Regions from separate parts of the Xenopus laevis genome. Here region 1 is linked to region 2. Evidence: chromatin contacts called from public Hi-C data. All regions are on one chromosome and are shown on one strand. Each heading gives the region's core, a stretch centred on a gene start, on an enhancer-like site or on the middle of the called end of the contact. The rest is flanking DNA. Distances are from core to core; before and after follow the strand shown. Region 1 has its middle 84 kb from the start of LOC121395023. Region 2 has its middle 49 kb from the start of LOC121395023.

Region 1 (2,700 bases), core at 111-2,610, 130 kb after region 2:
TAAATGCACATATACAGGTATGGGACCTGAATGCTTTGGACCTGGGATTTTCTGGATAAGGGATCTTTCTTTTATTTGGATATTCCATTATACAAGAAAATCATGTAAACATTAAAGGGCATGTAAAGGCAAAAAAATAAAATCCCATTTTTACTTTCTTTAATGAAAAAGAAACCTCCAATATACTTTAATTAAAAATGAGTACTGTTTTTATAAGAAACCTGACTGTATGCAGTGAAATTCTCCCTTCATTTACTGCTGTGGATAGGAATTGTCAGATGGTCCCTAACTGCTGAGCAGGGAAACAATCATACTTATGAACAGCAGGAGCCCCCGCCTTACTTCCCAGCCATGCAGAACTCAAGCAGCTTTGTTTATGACCACACTGAGCATGTGCACAGTCTTAGGGGCCCATTTACTTAGCTCGAGTGAAGTAATAGTTGGAAAAATAGTTCGAATTTCGAATGGTCGAATATGGCTACGTCGACCATCGAATGGGCTACTTCGACCTTCGACTACGACCCTCGACTTCGAATCGAACGATTCGAAACTAAAAATCGTTCGACTATTCGACCATTCGATAGTCAAAGTACTGTCTCTTTAAAAAATTCTTCGACCCCCTAGTTTGCCACCTAAAACCTACTGAGGCCAATGTTAGCCTATGGGGAAGGTCCCCATAGGCTTCCTAACAATTTTCTGATCGAAGGAATATCCTTCGATTGATGGATTAAAAATCCTTCAAATCGTTCGATTCGAAGGATTTAATCGTTCGATAGAAGGAACGATTATTCCTTCGATCGTTCGATCATAGGAATAGCGGTAGTCGAAGGATTTTACTTCGACCCTAGGTAAATGTGCCCCTTAGTCTTGCAAAGATGTTTAACAAAGTTACAAGATGGTGACCCCCTGTAGCCAACTTTGAAAGCATAAATTATTTGTTTGATTAGGCTTGTGGTGCAGTAAGTTCATGTTTATATTTAGTATACAAAATACAGCATTTTTAGCCTTATTCTGTTTTAGACTTTACATGCCCTTTAAATAAACCCAATATGCTGGTTCTGCTTCCAATAAGGGTTAATTATATGTTTGTTTGAATCAAGTAAAAGGTACTGTTTTATTATTACAGAGAAAATGGGAATCATTTTTAAAATGTTTGATTATTTGGATAAAATGGAGATAACTGGTTTCCGAATAACGGATCCCGAACTTGTATCAGAATATCAAATGTCTTGCCTTCGATCTTGGCTGTGACTGTGTTATACACAAACTGTGAAATTAATCAACTGACTTTTGAGACAATTAGCATCCCCCCCTCTCCATCTGCTATTTGTGGAAATTGTCCTTGTAATTGACCAACAGTTCAAACATTGTCTAATCTGGTAACCATCAGCCAACAGCTTTCACACCCAGCTAGACTTCTTTTATTGCAGCACAAGAGATTGCCATCTGAACACAACTGTTTCCATCTCTCCCACAAGATATTGTCGCTTGCAGCGGGCACCGTGCCCCGCTCTGATTGAGTGCAATGTTTATGTTATGTGCATAGCCAACATTCCATGAAATTCATGTCACTCTGCCTGTGAATATGCCTGAACTAAGGAAGCTTTGGGCTCTTGAGAAGTATTGTTACCCTTTATTAAACAAATATTTCGGTTTTCAGACAAGTCACACATCTGTAGCTCTCCTTGATTTGGCTTGAAAGAAATATTACTAACAGCAATGATTTTAGGACTGCTATAAGTAAACAAAATGAAATCCTATCCTACCCCACACAACTGAACAAGGAAAAAAAAACTCTATTCATAAACATGGAATTTAAAGTGAGACTTTGTTTTTTCTCTCTCTCTTACCCCAGGCTGTTACCGAACTGAAACTTAAATCCCAGGGAGTGTCCCTTTCTTTGTGCAAATAAATAGACTTGCCTAAGCCCTTTCCCATGCTGTAAATGAGTAACACAAGTGACAATAGAAAAGATAGCTAAAGGGATCCTTCGTGGAGGCTCTTTGCCATTGTCTCCTCTAACAAAGAGGATGAAGCAGAGGGGAGGAGGGTCATGGAAAAACTTTCTTGTGTGCTCTGTTTTCCTATTTTACCTAATGGCTTCTAGTTTTCATCTTATAGTCTAGGGTGGAATGTATTTTGAAAAGAGATTTGATATCAGGGTCTTCTTTAAAAATAAGAGTAATTGGGAAAATATACACTGCAACATTGAGATTAAAAGAGTAAGACATTCTACAGTACCTTGTGCTCTACATTATTACAAGGGAAATTACTTGGTATCAGCCTTCACATTTTACAATTTTTTTTTTAAAAGTAACCAGTAATTCTTATAGTATCCCAAATAATATTTTGTGGACACACAAATCATTCTGCACACAAAAACAAAACATGTTTTGCATACAAATACAGCAGGAATGGACTATATATTCGGCTAGTGTGCACTAACAAACATCTGCTTTTTATAGGTCCCCAGTAATTAAAATGCATCTATAACTGTTATTAATAACTGTGTCTTTGTTGTTGTTCATTGCACTGGTAACATTTTGTGTGGGATTTGAGCAGCTAGGAACTAAACACTCCCAGAGCTGCTTTTACTACTCTGCAAGAGTGTTAATTCCTTGTATAGACTGCCTTGTAAATGTATGAATCCATTGTACTCTTGAAATGTGTCCGTTTATAGGGTGAAAATGAAGAAAGTGT
Region 2 (2,700 bases), core at 57-2,556:
CATTTAAAAATGAATATGCCTGGTTATCATATACTTCCCATCCACAATATCTAAGATTCTGTGATTGTGTTGCCTTACATTCATCTCCAGTATTGCAACTGAAACGCATATGTTCTCATTTTTGTACCGAAGAATTTCCATTAAGCACAATATAACCTTGCATTGTTGTGTATCCTGAATCATTTCAGGCTTGTTAATTACACTTCGGGTGATTACCGTACCATATGCTACTCAATTTTAATTTCTTTGACCTCTATATTTTGCTAAAAATGTCATTAGAGACTTTGCCCCAAAGCCCTTCTGTACAGCAAAGTGAATTATGTTAAACTGAAACATTAGTTTAACAGCAATTATAACTTGTGAATGTGATTCCTAAATCAGTAATTTATTATCAAGTGTTTTAATATTGTTTTATACAGTATTCCTCATGCTTTTTCATATCTTTTTCTGTTGTTTAACCCCATTCTTTTCTACATTTTCAGCGTTTTATTGGCCTGCCAATGAATATTTTTGAGGGCCCTGTTTCTAACTTTCTTGAGGCCAACACAACTGTAATAACTTCTGTTTGTTGTATATTAGCAGTATTATTCAGTAGGAAGCTTGGTTAACCTAGTAGCGCCCACAACTACTCTTTTAAATAGAGTTATATAGTCTCTCCTTTTATATCTTGTTCCAAAACAGTGTTGCTCAAGCTGTGAGGCCTCCATTGTCTCACTAGCAGATCGGCTGAAATTGCTCCCTATGCTTCTTCCCTATCTCTTCTCAAGATTTATCATACAGGTATAGGATCTATTATTCGCCTGGGACCTGGGGATCTTTCTGTAATTTGGATTGCAATACCTTAAGAAAAACATTTAAACATTAAATAACCCAATAAAATTGTTCTGACAATTTATATTTGTGGTGCAGCAGAGCTCACGGATGCCATCTTTGGATCTTGGGATACTTTTGCGAAAGGACCACCGACATTGTGCTTTTTTGCACATGTGCAGTTAGAGCTGTTTGGTTTACTCGCCTACTGCACATGTGCTGCTCCATAAATAGCCGAATGGAAGAAGAGGATCTGAAGATGGTGTCTGTGAGCTCTGCTGTGCTACTCTGTATGGAGAGGTCTGTGCGACTTCCTGTGACACTTTTCTAAATAGTGGACTATGTGGGGAGGGGGGGGTTTAGTTCCTTTAACTGAAGTGTTGCTAAAGAGGTTTCACACACACAGGATCTCATTGACAAAAACAGACTCAATGCCCTGCTTTTCTTCATTGTGTTGTGACCAGAGCTGCAACTCTTTGAGATCCTAGTATAGAGCACAAAGAATTGCACCTTGCTGTTTATAGAGCTCTGCATACAGAATGAAGAGGGGGGCTTCACATGGACATACCCTGTAATGTCCCTAGTTTATGCATGAAAACACATCAGCTTGGGAATGCCAGGGATTCAAAACAAAACATGACTGGGATGGAGCTTGCTGGGAACAGAATAGAGCATATATAAGATGCACTCGGACTACAAAACCAAAAAACTGTGTGCAGTGTGGGACTTTGATGATCTTGCTACACAACACTGGATGAAATTGCTGATTTTTTATCAAGGTCCCCGACCCGACCTCTCCAGAGCAGCAAGACTGTGCACATGATTAGACTAGTGTTATTCAACTAACAATTTATTCCAATTCTGTTTGTCTGTAAACTGTTTTTGAAACCAGACTAAGAACGAAGAAGTGGTTATTGAAGAATCAGTTTTGTCTCGTACAATGTAATGAATGGCTATCCTGTATATTGGGACAGTTTCAGATCTTTGGCTACCCCTTCCTGTAATGGGCAGCTTATCTTACATTTAGGGGCACATTTACTAAGCTCGAGTGAAGGATTCGAAGTAAAAAAACGTAGAATTTCCAGGTATTTTTGTGGGTACTTCGACCATCGAATAGGCTACTACGACTTCGATTCGAACGATTCGAACTGAAAATCGTTCGACCATTCGATAGTCGAAGTACTGTCTCTTTAAAAAAAACTTAGACTACATACTTCAGTAGTTTAAACCTACCGAGCACAAATGTTAGCCTAAGCTTTTTTTGATCAAAGAAAAATCCTTCGATCGAATAAAATCCTTCGATCGTAGCATTTGCGCTAAATCCTTCGAATTTGATATTCGAATTCGAAGGATTTTACTTCGAGGTTCGAATTTGAGGGTTTATTAACCTTCGATATTCTACCCTTAGTAAATGTGCCCCTTACTGTATGTGGATAGGAACACAAAGCTGTGATGCTGGGTGCATAATTTTATTACATAAAGAGGTCAATGCAATTTTGAAGATACACATACATTTTTTAAAACTTCAGTTGACTTTTGAGGAAGTGGCCATATCCACAAAATGCATCAGGCTTGAAGTCTGTCTATGTATGTGTGCTTCATGATTTTAATATATTTATAGTAAAATTATGGTTTAAATGTCCTGCTGGTGCTTTGTGTATAGTTACATTGGGTTGAAAAAAGACAAAGTCCATTAAGTTCAACCACTCCAAATAAAAACCCAGCATCCATACACGCACCCCTCCATACCTTCGCATAAATTATATATACCCATATCTATATTAACTATGGAGTTTAGTATCACAATAGCCTTTGATACTAATACCAAGAAATTATCCAAGCCACTCTTAAAGGCATTAACTGAATCAGCCATCACAACATCACCGGCAG

Evidence for each region. Hi-C and Micro-C count contacts between places; a contact is called where the count stands out from the background.
Region 1: a contact with region 2 is called in a Hi-C map of the XTC cell line, with 5 times the contacts expected there. The contact joins two enhancer-like sites. A contact is called at or near these places in 2 of 4 Hi-C or Micro-C datasets (the XL177 cell line and the XTC cell line).

The regions. Positions count from the first base shown.
Region 1 is chr6S:33,917,076-33,919,775 of Xenopus_laevis_v10.1, forward strand. No RefSeq gene overlaps it. Among protein-coding and RNA genes, the nearest start is that of LOC121395023, 84 kb to the left of the region's middle. Within about 2 kb of position 1,361, at least 3 of the 7 cell types and tissues checked have an H3K27ac peak or open chromatin away from gene starts, as enhancers often do.
Region 2 is chr6S:33,783,370-33,786,069 of Xenopus_laevis_v10.1, forward strand. No RefSeq gene overlaps it. Among protein-coding and RNA genes, the nearest start is that of LOC121395023, 49 kb to the right of the region's middle. Within about 2 kb of position 1,307, at least 1 of the 7 cell types and tissues checked has an H3K27ac peak or open chromatin away from gene starts, as enhancers often do.